Linked DNA regions of Sus scrofa: all the other regions are linked to region 3. Evidence: chromatin contacts called from public HiChIP or PLAC-seq data. All regions are on one chromosome and are shown on one strand. Each heading gives the region's core, a stretch centred on a gene start, on an enhancer-like site or on the middle of the called end of the contact. The rest is flanking DNA. Distances are from core to core; before and after follow the strand shown. Region 1 overlaps LOC102167425 (a long non-coding RNA gene). Region 2 holds the start of JKAMP (JNK1/MAPK8-associated membrane protein). Region 3 has its middle 58 kb from the start of DAAM1.

What was found. HiChIP or PLAC-seq counts read pairs in DNA pulled down with a chosen protein or histone mark.
Region 1: an H3K27ac HiChIP or PLAC-seq map of skeletal muscle shows a contact between it and region 3. The contact joins two enhancer-like sites. A contact is called at or near these places in 5 of 47 Hi-C or Micro-C datasets (adipocytes, fibroblasts, heart right ventricle and 1 more) and 2 of 2 datasets of contacts at active chromatin or transcription factors (alveolar macrophages and skeletal muscle).
Region 2: an H3K27ac HiChIP or PLAC-seq map of skeletal muscle shows a contact between it and region 3. The contact joins the promoter of JKAMP here to the enhancer-like site in region 3. A contact is called at or near these places in 4 of 47 Hi-C or Micro-C datasets (fibroblasts, heart right ventricle, liver and 1 more) and 2 of 2 datasets of contacts at active chromatin or transcription factors (alveolar macrophages and skeletal muscle).

The regions. Positions count from the first base shown.
Region 1 is chr1:188,541,041-188,543,979 of Sscrofa11.1, forward strand. All of the region lies in intron 2 of LOC102167425 (a long non-coding RNA gene), which reads right to left. Among named protein-coding and RNA genes, the nearest start is that of GPR135, 40 kb to the right of the region's middle. Within about 2 kb of position 1,676, at least 26 of the 83 cell types and tissues checked have an H3K27ac peak or open chromatin away from gene starts, as enhancers often do. A contact at or near this core is called in skeletal muscle, where this site is marked.
Region 2 is chr1:188,596,801-188,599,830 of Sscrofa11.1, forward strand. It overlaps JKAMP (JNK1/MAPK8-associated membrane protein), which reads left to right and starts at 1,656. Exons shown (of 7, transcript XM_021102711.1): 1 at 1,656-1,797. The coding sequence starts at 1,794. All of the region lies in intron 4 of L3HYPDH (trans-3-hydroxy-L-proline dehydratase), which reads right to left.
Region 3 is chr1:188,276,000-188,278,968 of Sscrofa11.1, forward strand. No RefSeq gene overlaps it. Among named protein-coding and RNA genes, the nearest start is that of DAAM1, 58 kb to the right of the region's middle. Within about 2 kb of position 1,677, at least 8 of the 83 cell types and tissues checked have an H3K27ac peak or open chromatin away from gene starts, as enhancers often do. A contact at or near this core is called in skeletal muscle, where this site is marked.

The DNA.
Region 1 (2,939 bases), core at 426-2,925, 270 kb after region 3:
GACTTGGGATGACACATTCTTTTGTGGCATAAAAGCAGCTTGTGAAATAAAGGCTGTAGTAGAGTCAGAGGCCAGGTGCCTCCTGACATCCCATGAAAGGTCCTCAGGCTAGGGCTCCCCATAGCCTGTGCAGCATGGAGAAGAGCAAAAAGAAAATCTGCGGTAGCGTCTAGCCTTCCCACTTGCCACTTCTAATTATCCTCTAAATGGGCGCTTGAAGGGTCTGTCAACACTGCCTCCATCTGAATTCAAGTTCAAGGGAGATACAGAGTTTACAGGACTGATGTCCAAGGCACCAGTTTTAACCTCAGGCAAAGTAGGTGGTTACCCACTTCTTTGGGCTGAATTACAACCCTTCAAAATTCTTATGTGCAAGTCCCCACCCCAAATACCTCCAAATGTGACTGTATTTGGAGACATGGTCTTTAAAGAGGAAGTTAAGGTTAAATGAGGTCCCGGGGGGTGGGCCCTAACCCAGTAAGACTGGTAAGAAGAGGGGATTAGGATGAGGATTCACCCGGGAAAGGCCCTGTGAAGACAGAAGGAGAAGACAGCTGCCTAGAAGCCAAGGAGAGGCCCTGGGATGAAACCAACCCTGCAGTGCTTGGACTCAGTCTAGCCTCCAGAATGAGAAGGAACAAAGTACACTGTTGTCACTTAAGCCACCCAGCCTGCAGCACTTTGTCACAGCCACCCCAGAAAACTAAACTGCTGCCTAGAATACTCCCATGAGAGGTAGTCAGTTTTGGCTATTCAGTTTAACAATCCTTTAGCATAACACGTACACACACACACACACACACACAGAGCTCTTGCTGGGCCAAGCAGCTGGTTTAGTCACCCCTCTTCTCAGGCTGCCTATCAGAATCTCAATCTGGTGGAATTTAACAAACATTTATTAAGTACTAACTATATACCAGACATGCTAAGTGATAAAGCATTAAAAATATAGACGTAATCCTTGAGACTCTGACTGTCTGGGGCTGGAGAACCAGGACTGTGTTGGGGGTGGGGGGCTTGGGGAGGACAGAGGTGGAGCTGACGAGTTGTGCTTGAGGGAGCTGGGCAGGCTCTGCAGAGAAGGTGAGTTTGAAAGGATGAGTAGGAGGGAAATTCTGACTCAAGGGAATGGTATGTGCCCAGACACAGAAAGATCAGATCAAGGACATTTGGAAATGACGAGAACCTCAGAGGGACTTGAGCGTAAGTTTGTTGGGAGAAACTCAAGTGGACACAGGCACCCTCCTCTGGATGGTGAACAAGACAGAACCATGCTGCTCTGTGGACAATGGCCTGGGGTCCTCCAGACTCTCCAGACTTTCGGCGTCTCTGATGCAAGCAGAGGGTCCCTGCCAACTCCCTTCACGTGCGCTGGCTTTGAAAGCACAGGGAGCCCAGCACTGGAGCCAAAGCCCCGCCTCACCCTGCCGCCTTCCCCTCTTCCCAGGCTCAGCTTTCCCCCTCTGCAGAGCTGGAAAAGGACCAAGGCAGAGGTGAAGTCTAAGGGAGCCCCTAACATCTGCTCAGGAGAACTTAATATCTTTATTGCCATCTGCGTGTCCAAGGCTCATTCTGCTTGTCAGAAATCCTGATGCCGTTCCGACTCCTGTCTGTGTGGTCACCCCAGAATCTGTGTGTTTTGGCGAATAACTGATATTCTTCCTATTTATAGACTATTTCCCATGTTCTTCACTTAGAGGGTTTCCATAGTCCAATGTTCTGTCAAGTCTCAGCTGGCTGGGAGTACGTAATAGTCATTAAGATCACTGCTGCTTGCTTTCTTCCTTTTTTTAAAAAAATAGTTTCCATGTATAGCTCAGTTGCTAAACACTCTTAGATAAGTTTAAAACTGTTTGTGTTAAAACAAGTATATCTATCTGGATAAAAATGCTCATTTGTGTTACTTGCCTTTTAAAATTATTCCTAAAGCTAAAAATAAAAGTTCCCCAGGATCCAAATGATAAAATATTCATTTTTGCCTTTTCGAGATATAGAAGATGAAAAAGCATTTTTGAAAAAGTATTTCCTGACTGATAGAAACAAAAGCATAATCCTTGCTCCAAGTAAAATGTCCCAGAGCACGGCACAAAGAACCAAACACTTTTTTCCCTTTCATCTCTTCTACTTCCTTATAATCTGTTTACAGAAGTTTGATAGGTGCCTATTGAAATGTTGAATTTCTTTTTTTTATTACAGAGTTTTAAATGGTTGACTAGCATGTGTGGTCATCCCATGATAATCCTTGAAATCATTTTGGCAGCCTTTTAAAATAACAGATTTGTTGAGATATAATTCAATCATTTGCAGTGTACAATTCAACGGCTTAAGTATATTCACAAAACTGTGCAACCATAACCACCATCAATTTTAGAATATTTTAATTCCTCCAAAAAGAATCCCTACACCCTTTAGCAATCACTCCCTAACTCCCCCATTCCTCTCCCTTCCAGTGCTAGGCAACCACTATGCAACTCTGTGTCTATGGATTTTCCTATTCTGGACATTTCATATAAATGCAATTACACATCATATGGTCTTTTGTGACTGGCTTCTTTCACTTACAAGTTTTCAGAGTTCATCCATGTTATAGTGTATATCAGAATTTTATTCCTTTTTATTCCTGAATAATACTTAATTGTATAGATACTGCTATATTTTGTTTATCCCTTCATCAATTGATAGGCATTGGATTGTTTCCACCTTAAGGGGCAAATTATGAATAATGCTGCACAAGTTTCTGTGTGTGCATGTGCATTTTCACATATTTGCTATGGAGTGGAATGGCTAGGTCTTATCATTTTGACTGCTTTTCAATGTTGAACACCCTCAGATTTCGTAACTGATAAACAGAGGGTTACTTAATATTAGTTAATATTACAACCACATACATAGAAGAGAGTCCATTGTGTGGCCCATATCACTACGTAATTCTCTGGCCA
Region 2 (3,030 bases), core at 406-2,905, 320 kb after region 3:
AGATCAAGATCAAATTAACAGAAGGATGTGCATGGCCTGAAGACTCTGGAGAAAAGGAATGATACCCCTATTCCTGGACTAAATCAGCTTCCAGCTCACTTCAGTCAGACTACTAACGCATCCTCAGTGACAGAATTCAGCCTTTACTCATAGAATTTGTAGGAATCTCCCTCTTTGTAAGGATTACAGGCATAGACACTCCATTTCACATGACATTCAGGCTCTGTACCACAGAAACCACCAAAACCTTTGAAAGGCTCTGCACACCTAGAGAACTAGCAACCCTAAATATTCTGCAGTCTTTCTGTCTCTAAGAAAATATATATTTTTTAAAATTCTAAGTTCCTTGTATATACTCTCATTAAACCCTCACAAAAAAAACCTCAGTGAGTTAACAAACGAGGACACAACAGGCACAGAGAAGTAATTTGACAAAGGCTGACAACTTTAAGGAGGTATAAGGATTTGGACCCAGGCAACGTCTGTTTCTATTCTAAAGGCAACGTCCATATCTTCTTGAAAAGATTTGATTCTTTAATTCTTCCCTTAAGAAGTGGGCAAAACACTTTTTGCAGACGAGTTTTAGTAACTTGTGTCTACTAACTTGTCTGGGGGTAATAACATGTTAGCAAGCAAATTCTGAGCCAGCTTGGAGCCCCGGTAGGTCGGCTGTTTTTTGTACTTTCCTTGACCCTAGTGGACCTTGCTTCATCCAACTGTGAAATCTCTAGGAATGTCTGACGAGTGGGGAACTAGGCGCTGAGTAAGGGAAACACGGAATTCTGCACTCCTCAAGGCTCTCCCCAAACCACAGGTGGACAGATCTGCAGGATAATCAAATTGCATGCACTACACAAATTCGCAAGGCTAAGATGCTGTCACACATTTGCAGTGATTTAGGATTACCTTCTTACTGATTGCAAAGGCTTGTGGAGTGGGTTAGTTGTGCTGCGTGCGTGAGTTCCAGCCTAGAGAGAGTTAATGTAATTAGTTGGGTCCAGGGCTGCAGGGCTGGAAGAGTCCTACGGGTTACCTGTGGCCAGCGCAAAGGCTGGGACGCTGTGGAAGCGCACCGGGCCGCGACTGCGGCCGCCCTCGCACTCCACGAAGGCGGTCACCAGCCCGCACGGGCAGTGGATGTTGACGAGGGCCTCGCGGGCGCCGGTCGGGGGCGCCGACACGAGGCCATAGTCGAGCGCGAAGCGGCCCAGCGCCAGCACTGCGTGGCCACACATGGAGCTGTAGCCCTCGTTGTGCAGAAACAGGACGCCTAGGTGCGCTTCCGGCAGCTCGCTGGGCACCAGCACAGCTCCGTACATGTCCCTGTGCCCCCGGGGTTCAAACATAAGCCGTCGCCGCACGTAGTCAAGGTGCTGGCGCATGTAGCGCCGCTTGGCCAGCAGTGTGGGTCCAGCCACCTCCGGACACCCCGCTAGCACGATTCGCAGGGGTTCGCCGCCCGTGTGCATGTCCACAACGGACAGCGCCGGCGTCCCCGGGTCGTGCGGAGGCAGCTGAGCCACCGGCAGCCTGCTTGCCATTGTCGTCGACCGGGAGATCAACCACTACGCGACCACCGGCGCTTTAAGCCGCAGGCCCACTCGCGTCGTCCGCGCCAGGGGGGGCGGGGCCACGGAGCTTATACCAGGAAGCGCGAGGCGGGGCGGGGCTTCGGGACGGTCACCGGGTTACCAGGAGGCGGGGCCGCCGAGGCGGCTTTGGCCCGGATGTCCGGGCGCTGTGGCGGGGTTGGCTGATCCCGGAGCTTCTCCCGGGAAACCTACAAGCTGCCGATGGGTGAGTGGTCGCCGAGGTCCTGGGAAGCGTTTCATCCTAGTCCCTGCTTCTTCCCTATGCTGCCAGCTCTGGGCTCGGCCCCAGCGGGTGGCCTCCGAATAGCAGCGAATCTTTGTCCCTTGTTTCCACCCGCTGTCGGCTGGGCCGAGGTGGGATGGGGATGGGCTGCGCTGCTCACTAGCCGCAGAGGGGAGACCGACTGCAGAGGGAGAACGGCTGCCTACTGCAGGGGAAAGGCCAGACCTTTGTTGTTTGTTCAGAATGTCACTTCAGCCCCTCTGTTTCAGTCCCTTTGTTTAACATTCCTGTGGGTTGACTCGACATTTAAAGCAAGGGCGTAAGTAAGTGCAGGAAAACAGTAAAGGAAGCAGAAACTAATTGCTGCATAACTGTTGTGTCCTGCTTCAGCATCTAACGTAAGTTTTTAGGGCCCTTCACAAAGAAGCAAGACGGTTGCAAAAAAAGTCCTTTAGACCTCCTTTAATAAGGGAAATGAAAGGAAAAAATGAGCGGACCCTGGGAGCCAGGGGTTTTTTTGGTCGATGATAAGCTGTTGCTTTCAGTTTATCATACCGGTTTTCAGGCTTTGGATTTGGGAAACTTTAGATTGTTTACACCCAGATGCATTTATTAAGCATCTACTAGGTGCAAAACCAGTATAGAAGAAGTTTCCAATTCTTAACTTCTGCTGTCTTGGAAAATCTGAAACAACTCGTTTCCATCTATAAGTTTAGAACCTTATGATTACACTTGGTGTATTACGATTGATTTAAAAATAAGTTTTAAGTAAAGAAGCCTATGGATTTTTTAAGAAGTCGGCAATTGGCAAAAGTGAAAATATTAAGCTTGAGGCATTTAAGTACTATTTCTGTCTTTCTCAACAGCACACGGAGAAAGAAAGAAAAAGTCTACTTGAACTTGAAAGAAGAAAGGGTATAGTGGATCAGGCAGTCTCTAGATTGTGAATTCATGAAGAATTTCGGAAAGGGTTGTTCAAGAATAGTCATAAAATGCATAATTTCTCAAACTAGCTCACATTTGACCCCATTTGTTTGGGATTTATTCCACACTGGGGTGTAGGTTCTTTGACGGAGTGACTCTGTAGTGTTCCTGTGTGGGTATTTTGTGGTCCCTAACCTGTGGAATCAGACACTTGATGCATGTTTACTGATGAGTGAATCCATGATCAAAGGGAATCAGATGTCACTGATATATTAAAAACAAAAACAAAAA
Region 3 (2,969 bases), core at 427-2,926:
ATCTTCAGTGGGCTTCAAAGTTAAATAGCTAAGACAGAAAATGCAAAGAAAAATATGACCGCAGCAAAACACAGAAACTGCACTGTGGCTAAAATTAAGTCCTTATACCCATCATGCATTTTTAATGTGGACTTTTATGCAAATCATCTCAATGTTTAGGCAGTATTTTTCTTCATTGGTTATTTATGATGCTTTGAGCTAGAAACGTGAGCTTAGTGGGAAAGCCAGAGAATGGGATTTACTTAACAACCATAACTCTGCCCTATCATAAATGAAAAGAAGAAAGGCCATCATCTTGTTGCTCTGTGATAAATAAAAAGAAAAAGCTACCAGGATTCATCGCATCTTTGTTTTTCCTTTCCAAACCAGAATTCCCTGATACATTATATCTGATTGGTTTCTCTTCTCTATTAAAGATCCTCTGCCATTTTGTTTAGTTTAACTGTGCCATTTTATTATTGGGAATGTGAACATTAAAAAAAATCTTGACAAAATTGAAGAGCTTAATAATTAAATGTGGAGTTCCCTTTATGGCTCAGCAGAAACAAATCTGACTAGCATCCATGAGGACACAGTTTTGATCCCTGGCCTCGCTCAGTGACTTAAGGTTCCAGCGTTGCCGTGAGCTGTGATGTAGGTCACAAATGAGGCTCAGATCCCACATTGCTGTGGCTGAGCATAGGCTAGCAGCTACATCTCTGATTAGACCCCTAGCCTGGGAACCTCCATATACCACAGGAGTGGCCCTAAAAAGACAAAAAAAAAATTAAATTCTTTCAGCCAAATGAAAATAGCTTGGGGTTGGGGGGGCAGGTGCTAGAGATAAAGATAAAATTAGGTCAGAGAGTAGAAGGAAAAACGAAGAGCTTGAGAACCTCAGAAGAGAAACTGGGTCCCTAGTCTGATCAATTCTTTGGTGTTGAATTCGAGCCTCTCAAATGCAGTCTTTATTTTGGAATGTGAGTGTGAGATCCTCTAGGGGATTATTAAAGTCCCGCAGTGGACCCAGCCTTGGGATTAAGCTTCTGCAAACAAATTTGCTTGTATAAAACTGAGTAACTGAGCCCACGTGCTGAGGCTCAAGTTTGGACCATCATGTATTTGTACATCTCTCACATTAAGACAGATTTCCTAAACCAGCATCCACCCAATTCTGCCATCTTCAGAGAAGATGCAACTGATGCTAGGCTCTGTGTCCCGAAAGAAAGCATTAACCCCCTCTTCATACTGAGAATAATCCCTAGAAACACTGTAAACAGACTTAAAATGCCCAGGCTAAATAGGAAATCTGGGACCTACCAGAGGGAACTTGTGGGGCAGCTTATTTCTGTTTCAGAAGGAGATCCCATGAGTCACTCATCACCACTCCCCTGTCTAAAAGAGCCTGGTCAAGTTCTGTTTTTACCAAGCCAAGAGATTTTTGCACCCCATGGCAAATAAAATATAGCAAACAGGACACTGCAATTGTCTTGAGTGGTCTTGTCAGCCAGTTAAGCCCTCAGGAGCCATGGCTTCCTTCCCTCATGACTCTGTCCTGGTTTCAAATCATCACAGCCAGTTTCTGACAGAAGTGAATTGCATTTAGCCCATTCCTGACAGACTGTGGGTTCTTCTGCTGTCTACCTTTGGCTGAGCTTGTTCTTAAAATAGTAACTTCCTGCCTGGGCACCCTCCCTCGGAGCTGATCCACATTGCTGGGAGAGAGCTGGCCAAGAGTGTAAGCAGTTAAAGGAAACTACAGGAGTCATCATGCCCTCTGAAATAGCTCCAAAAGTGAGGCTTGGCTGGGCTGGCCCAATAGGCAGGTTAATTGTCAAGACTGAAACATTTGGATCACTGCAGCTCTCCTTGTTGTGGAGACAGAGTATAGGGACTCTGATAACAGTCAAAGACATTTCTAGAAGTAATCTATAATTGCACACTTGGATCCAGTGCTAACCATTCGTAGGTCATCAGATGCGACACCAACAAGTGTTTTATTGTTTGTTTGTTTTTTAAATAAAGTCATAGGTATTTCTTATTCTGAGTTTATTTAGTGAGTGTGTTCACTTTGTGAAACATCATGAAGCGGTCAGTCCACTTAAAATTTTATGTATTTCCACATACTTCAATAAAATGTTTGCTTAAAAAAAAGAAAAATGCAGTTGGAGTTCCTTGGTGGCTCAGCAGGTTAAGGATCCAGTGTTGTTACTGCTGAGGCTCAGGTTCAATCCTGGCCTGGGAACTTCTGCATGCCACAGGAGCAGCCAAAAAAAAAAAAAAAAAAGAAAAAAAAAAGGCAGGGAATTGCTTTAAATATTAAGTCAGCAAATTATGATCCCTGGTCCAAATCCTGTCACATACAGTTTTTGCAACCTGTGAGCTGTGAATGGTTTGTATATTTTTAAATGGTTGAAAAGGAACAAAAGAAAAAGTAATATACTTTGTGTATGTGAATATTATATGAATTTCAAAATTTGGTATCCATAAATAAGATTTTATTAAAATCACCACATCCATTCCTTTATGTACCGCCTATGGCTGTTTTGGCACTCCAACAATGAAGCTATAATTGGGGAAGAAATAGTATGAACTGCAAAGCCTAAAATGTTTATGTTATCATCCTAATATGTTATATTACATATAAACATTTGTATTTATGTCCAATCTTTTACAGAAAATGCTGACCCTCGTTCTAGATTTAAGGAGACAAAGACAACCAAATATAATCCATTATTCTTGATGGGACTGAGATCGGAAACAAAAGAGCTATAAAGGACATTTTGGGAACAATGTGGAAATTGTAAGTATGTTCTGTGTAATCAAATACTATTTTTATAACCACGGTAAATTCCTGGTGTGTGATAATGGCATGGTGATTGTTTCTGTGCTAGAACATTCTGGCTTTGGGGAGGTACATGGGGCGGCAACTTACTTGCAAATAGCTGGGGGAGAGGTACACAAAGAAGACACAAATGTATCACAAATGT